2 separate regions of the Sus scrofa genome follow, and region 2 is linked to region 1. Evidence: chromatin contacts called from public HiChIP or PLAC-seq data. All regions are on one chromosome and are shown on one strand. Each heading gives the region's core, a stretch centred on a gene start, on an enhancer-like site or on the middle of the called end of the contact. The rest is flanking DNA. Distances are from core to core; before and after follow the strand shown. Region 1 holds the start of CSTF2T (cleavage stimulation factor subunit 2 tau variant). Region 2 holds the start of PRKG1 (protein kinase, cGMP-dependent, type I).

What was found. HiChIP or PLAC-seq counts read pairs in DNA pulled down with a chosen protein or histone mark.
Region 2: a contact with region 1 is called in an H3K27ac HiChIP or PLAC-seq map of skeletal muscle, with 5 times the contacts expected there. The contact joins the promoter of PRKG1 here to the promoter of CSTF2T in region 1. A contact is called at or near these places in 2 of 47 Hi-C or Micro-C datasets (embryonic fibroblasts and psoas muscle) and 1 of 2 datasets of contacts at active chromatin or transcription factors (skeletal muscle).

Annotation. Positions count from the first base shown.
Region 1 is chr14:98,103,202-98,106,653 of Sscrofa11.1, reverse strand. CSTF2T (cleavage stimulation factor subunit 2 tau variant) reads right to left here and starts at 1,697. Exons shown (of 1, transcript XM_005671248.3): 1 at 1-1,697. The coding sequence starts at 818. The region is part of intron 3 of PRKG1 (protein kinase, cGMP-dependent, type I); the gene reads left to right.
Region 2 is chr14:98,791,559-98,795,010 of Sscrofa11.1, reverse strand. It overlaps PRKG1 (protein kinase, cGMP-dependent, type I), which reads left to right and starts at 1,931. Exons shown (of 18, transcript NM_001044574.2): 1 at 1,931-2,403. The coding sequence starts at 2,138.

The DNA.
Region 1 (3,452 bases), core at 448-2,947:
GGAACTGCAGCTGGAATTGGCCCTGGGGCTGGAATTCCACCCTGGATAGGGGTCTGCATCAGAGGAGGGATGTCTTTCACAGGTCTTCTGGCCAAATGCTGAGGCTGAGGGGCTGGAGGATTCTGCTGGTTCAGCAGAACATTAGGTCCTGGGCAGAGTCCAGGGCCAGGGCCAGGGCCCGGGCCCGGGCCAGAGACAGGTTGAGATTTGCCTGGGATGAGTGGTGTGACATGTATTTTGCGATGCAAAATTTTCAGAGCAATCTCTGGATCCATGATTCTCATCACTACTTGTGCCTGCAACAGCGCATAAGCCAGCTGAGGGTTCTGAAGTAACATATTTCGAGCTTCCTGATGACTGTTTTGGACACAAAGCTTCATCTGCTTCATCAGCTCAAACATCTGCTCCGGGGGGAGACTAGCGACTGCCCTGGTAATTGATTCGGGGGCGTCTTCTGGATCGATGGGGTCTCCATAGGGAGAGTCAATGATGGGGGCTGCAGGCCCTAAGCTCTTTAACTCCTCCTTGTTCTTTTCGCTGGCAGCATTGTCCACCCGAAGCGCTCTCCCGCTGAACTCCCGCCCATTAAGGTTCCGCATGGCACTAAGCGCGGTCTCCTGGTCTTGGTACTCACAGAAGCCATAACCTTTAGGTTTTCCCGTCTCTCTATCGTATACCAGCCGGAAACTCACAACAGAACCAACCTCGGAGAAAATGTCCTTTAACTGCTCCTCAGTTGCCTCATACGGAATGTTCCCCACGAACACGGAACGCAGTGATCGATCCATTGCCGGGTCTCTCACCGCCAAACTCGACATGATTCCGGCTGTGCACACACGCCGGAGAGCGGATTCTTCCAAGAGCCGTCCTCTGGCGACCCACACTTCCGCCGAGCAACGGAAGCGGTTTTCAGAATCCGGGCGGAAACAGCAGTACTCTGCTGAAATAGTTCCGCTAGTCCGTGGCACTTACACCTCTACGTTCCAGTAACTAAACTAACGTTTTCTGCCCCTGGACTTTCACTGAGGCGCGAGATTCCCTTCTCACCTCTTATTTTTACAGACTTTGCACCGCGCGGTACCAACTCGGCCAGGAAAAGCTTAGTGCGGGAGGACCACAGTAAAGATGGCCGCGTAGACTTCACCATGGTAACGAGGAGCGGCCGCCTACCGTGACGTCACGGGCGGTTTTGCTTCCGTTTGCCCGGCGGGAAACCGCTAACTGAAAGCGACTAAGGCGGTGTGTTCTTTCCGATACAAGTATTTCCAAATAGCAGTATTATAGTGTAATTAAGCTATATTTAAAATCACAGTACAGACAACGAGGGAAGAGTGTAGTCGTGTTTCAAAGAAAATTTGGGATTTGCTTCTTAAAATACAAAATAATATTTCCGTTTTAGAAGAGCATTTTTGGAAAATACACAGAAATGCAAGCCGAAAGCGTGCGCCAGCTCCATCCCCACCCCCATCTCATAGCTTCAGGGAACCGCTGTGGATAGGTGTCTGGCCCTTACAAGTTTCTCTTTGTACAAGCACTCGGCAGTCGAACTATATTCATAATAATATTTTTTATTAATAACATTAACCAGTATTACTATTAATAATATTTCTGGCTACAGAGTATAAATTAAATTTAACCATTCTTATACTGGGAGGCATTTAGATTGGTTCTGATTATTATAAACTGAAGCAATGATTTCACCACTTCTATTATGATAGGGAAGCTTTTATAATGATAAAAATTTATTAAATTTAAAAATTATTTTCGGTTAAAATTTAGCATTCTAATTGATATGTACTATACTTGTAAAATGAGTGCAAGATTTTGAAAACTAAGTATAAAAACAAATATTTTTTATTGTTTCCATGTTGAAGTGATATTTTAACGCATTAGATTAAATAAAATATATTTTAACATAAGTATCACTCCATTTTTTCAATGTGGTTATTTAGAAAAATTAAAATTACTTATATAGATTGTTGCATGTCTGAGGACTGCATTGTTTCAGCCTAAGCTTTATTAACTCTTAAGCAGAGAATCATCTTATTCTATATGCGCCTTTGAGGGGATTATGAAACTTTGTTTCACCAAACAATTGTGTTACAGGGACTTCTGTTGTAGCTCAGCAATTATGAACCCAAGGATGTGAGTTCAGTCTCTGGCCTTTCTTCGTGTGTTAGGAATCTGGCATTGCCATGAGCTGTGTAGTTGGCAGACTCGACTCAGATCTGGCATTGCTGTTGCTGTGGCTGTGTGGTAGGCTGGCAGCTCCAGCTCCCAATCTACCCCTAGCCTGGGAACTTCCATATACTACAGGTGTGGCTCCAAAAAAAGCAAAAAAAAAAAAGAAAAAAAAAAATGTTGTCTCTTGGGTATCATAGTTCAATGCATAGATATAAAATGAGTATGAGGGTTTAGCTACAAAGCATCCATTTACCTTGCCAAGTGTTTTGTTTGTTTGTTTATTTTAGGGCCACACCTGTGGCATATGGAAGTTCCCAGGCTAGGGGTAGATTGGGAGCCGGAGCTGCAGGCCTGCACCACAGCCACAGCAACGCCATATCTGAACCTTGTTTGCAACCTACACCACACCTCACAGCAGTGCCAGATCCTTTAACCTGATGGGTGAGCCCAGAAATCGAACCTGCATCTTCACGGATACTACTCAGGTTCTTAACCTGCTGAGCGGCAACAGGAACTCCTACCTTCAAGTGTTTTAATAGTTCTTTAAAATAGCCTTGGACATAGTGTAGCCAAATCCTGGCCTCTACACCAGCACTGAATTGAATCTTGGAGACAGAGTTTTGGATGAAGCAGAAAAGAACAGTTTTATTGCTTTGCCAGGCAAAGGGGGCAGCAGCTGGCTAATGCCTTCAAGATCGTGTCCCACCCTGGAGAGGGTAGTGAAGAGTCTTAGAGTAATTGTTCAAGGGACAGAGTCTGATCAGACATTCTTCTGATTGGTAGGTGGTGAGGTAATTGCCTAGCCTGAAGTTGCCATCCTCCACCTGAGTGTATGTATTCTTCCTAAAGAAACAACCTAGGGACCTGTGCGTCCGGCCTTTATCTGTATCTTTCAGGGAATTGTGAGTTTGGTGATTCTGCTATGTGGCAGATTTACCATCTAAATTTTTACCAGTTTGGGGAGTTCTCATTGTGGCTCAGCAGAAAGGAATCTGATTAGCATCTCTGAGGCTGAAGGTTTGATATCTGGCCTTGCTCAGTGGGTTAAGGATCTGGCATTGCTGTGGCTATGGTGTAGGCCAGCAGCTATAGCTCTGAATTGACCCCTAGCCTGGGAACCTCCATTTGCCCTGGCTGCAGCCCTAAAAAGACTAATTAATTAACTATTAATTAATAGTTACCAGTCACCCAGCCTAACAGCTATTCTTTGTTTCTACATCTTCACACTTCCTAGTCATTATCTCCTGGAGTCAGCCTCTTACTTTAAA
Region 2 (3,452 bases), core at 682-3,181, 690 kb before region 1:
CTATATCTTCCACAAATAAAATTGAACCTATGCCTAGATTTTTGAAGGTGAGAAAAGTTTTTTTCTAATGTATTCTTAAATGTCAATTATTTTGAGCCTTTCTAAAAGGACTATAAACAGATTAAGTTTTCCATAGATAGAAGTAATAGAATACTAAATGTAAAGACAGAAACCCTTTTCTCAAATATGAGTAGACGGTAGCCAGTCTTGAGCAACTGATGAGCTTAAGAAGTTCAATATGGCTTAAAATGCTTTTAATTTAAAACAATTAGATGAGTAGAACTAACAGTATAAATCTTCAGAATAAAATATATTTTAGGGTTTATTTATAAACCAAAGTAGATGACTGCTTTTCCTTTACTTCAGTGTTTCAATGAAGCAAAAACATTTTTATTAATAAGTAGCCAGTGGATAAGCAATGAGATCCTGCTGTGTAGCACTGGGAACTATATCTAGTCACTTATGATAGAGCATGACAATGTGAGGAAAAAAACCCTCGACCCACTGAGGGTTTGGGATGGAAATGCTGTAAAATTTGGTTGTGATGATTGCTGTACACCTATAAATGTAATAAAATCCATTAACTAATATAAAAAAAGAACGTATACATGTATGTGTGACTGGGTCACCTTGCCATACAGTAGAAAATTGACAGAACACTGCAAATCAGCTATAATGGAAAAATAAAAATCATTATAAAATGTTTTAAAAAGTACAGTGGTTGTACATTGATCTTTCTTCTTAAAAATTATTATTTCTACAAAATCACTTTGATATCTTACTTTGCACCTATGTTTTTCCTTTGAAAAAAGATGCATTAATTTGTGGATCATTACCTGAAGAAATGCTCCTCCTATATACCCAAACTCTTAAACAGTGGTTTATATTATGAAAATGCTCCTTGTGACATATATTAAAAAATTAAGTGCAGGAATCACAAATACTCTCGGTTCCAGTGTGGATAAAAATCCCTTTAGCAGAGGCTGTGGTGATGGATGAATAGGTGAGGGACAAATGAGAATGGCAGACCCTATTTCTCCCTAAAACTGGAATTGTAGGATGAGCTAGTAGTTTAACACTGGTGGCCCTCACTTCACAACCAAACAGAATGGTACTGCGATATAATTTGTATGCTCAATATACAAATTTTAACTATAGCCAAAGAAATAAAATCCAAAGTCTAAGAAGTTTACAATCAATTCATGGCCTTCTTCTCGGTAAACGTTTGACTCATTATGCATATTCACCCAACTTCCCCACCAACAATTTTAGTTTACTATTTCCACTACCATTTTATGCTGAAAAAAACCTAGACCTGCTAGTGCCCTGTCATTCTCATTACTTAGGGTCACAACCACGGGGCTTCACATTAAGAAACACATACTCACACATACCCTCCCTCACCATCCAGAGCAGATAAGAAAAGGTGAAGACGATGAATTCATGCAGGTTATTGTCTAAAGGCAGTTTAAGACTTATGAAATCTCTCTCTCTCTCTCTCACTCACACACACACACACACACACACACACACACACACCCCACAAAGTCTTTAGGCTCCAGTTACAAGCGCTGCGTCATCTGCCAGATCACATGGTAATTGTTGCTATTTCAAGGATCAAGTGGCATAAAGCTCCCCCCCTACCCCACCCCACCCCTTTCCTTTGGTACCATATAGCGTGGAAGAGTGATTATTGTGTGATGGGGTGAGACCAGGCTCACTGGTCCAACCCTCCCAGCTAGAAACCAGGCTCTCGGTGGGGTGGCCTGCGCCGTGTTCTCACGAAGTGATTGGGAAAGGGGGACGGGGGAGGGGGGGTCTCAGGGGAGGAAGGGCAGCTCTAATTGGTTTCTCAATGAAAGATAATCACCTATTCCCCGGAGAGGCTGGGGATTAGCACTCTGCCTCTCCTCTCCATCGCTTTTAGACTTCTCATCCTCCCCTCGGTGCTTTCAGTCCATTCAGCAGAAGTGGATCGAAGAAATCGGCTTCTCGCTGCGCATTAGGGGCAGCACTCCGCTGCGCTCGAGTACTTAGCGCCCATTCACTCACTCACTCCGCGCTCGCCTCTCCCGGCTGCCGTCCCAGCCGCCGCCGCCGCCCGAGAAAAAGTTTTGCAGAGGGGCTCAGGGAAAAAATGAGTGAGCTGGAGGAAGACTTTGCCAAGATTCTCATGCTCAAGGAGGAGAGGATCAAAGAGCTGGAGAAGCGGCTGTCAGAGAAGGAGGAAGAAATCCAGGAGCTGAAGAGGAAGCTCCATAAATGTCAGTCGGTGCTGCCCGTGCCCTCGACCCACATCGGCCCCCGGACCACCCGGGCACAGGGCATCTCGGCCGAGCCGCAGACGTACAGGTCCTTCCACGACCTCCGACAGGCATTCCGGAAGTTCACCAAATCCGAAAGGTAGGCGCCGAGGCGGGCAGGAGCGTGGCCACTGCTCTGAGCCGGCGGGCCCGGTGGCCGTCCAGGCGGCGGCTCAGGGGCTGGGGGTTCCTGGCGGCGGCGGCGGCGGCGGGGGGGGCGGCTCCGGGCACGGCGCCCCTTGCTGTCCGCAGCGCGCCGAGTGGGGGTGGCCCTCGCGGGCGGGGAATGGGAAGTGTTTATTTTTATTTCTGCCCATCACGTGCCGTGCTTGTCTCCGCCGGGCTGGGAAAGGCAAGCTCCTCGGAGAGACGCGCCCCTGCGGAGTGGGGGTGGGGAGAAGGAGCGTGGAAAGTTTTCTCGCGCCGGCTAACTTGGTCACTCTGCACGCCGTCGCGCGGTCTTTTCTTCACGCACCCCTGTGGGGCGCCCACTCAGGCACACAACCCGGCCCATCTCCGGGCCTGGAGACCTTCCTGGAGGTGACCCCCCCACCAAGACCCAGGCCACAGGGCATGCTCAGTGCGCCGCGGGAGCCTCCTGGGAGTGGCGACAGGAGGTTGAGCAGGGTTAGGTTCAATTTAGGGACAGAACTTGTCCAGAGCAGGAGCCCTGCTGGGAAGGCGCGGAGGGGGTGGGCAAAGGGAGGCGGGGCTGGGGTGCGTCTCCACTGTAGGGATCAGCCTCTGAGGGTCATTTTCCAGGCAGCAAGTGATGTCAGCAGGAAATTGTAAAGAACGCCCCCCCGCCCTTTCTGGATGTTCCTTTGCTCAGTTTGTGTCCCTTCCAGAAGTGCCACATCTTGGGCTGCCCTGGGCTTGGAGGTGGCTAGATGACCTTGCACCTGAAGCAGGTTGGGGGTTACTGGTCAGCCCAAGGTGGATAATAATGCCCCCGCCTGATTTGTCTTCCTCCTGAGACTCTCCTTGGAAAAGTTGGGATAAAGAGGGCGGGGAGCTATTTCTCTGGGCGCTTCCAGGCTCCTTCCTTTCCTCCTCCGGCACGTCGAGAGCCAAATCCTGCCAGTTCAAAGTTGTGTGTCGCTCTTTCGGGGTGTGTAGAGGGGGCCGGGCGATTTTGGCCACAAGTAG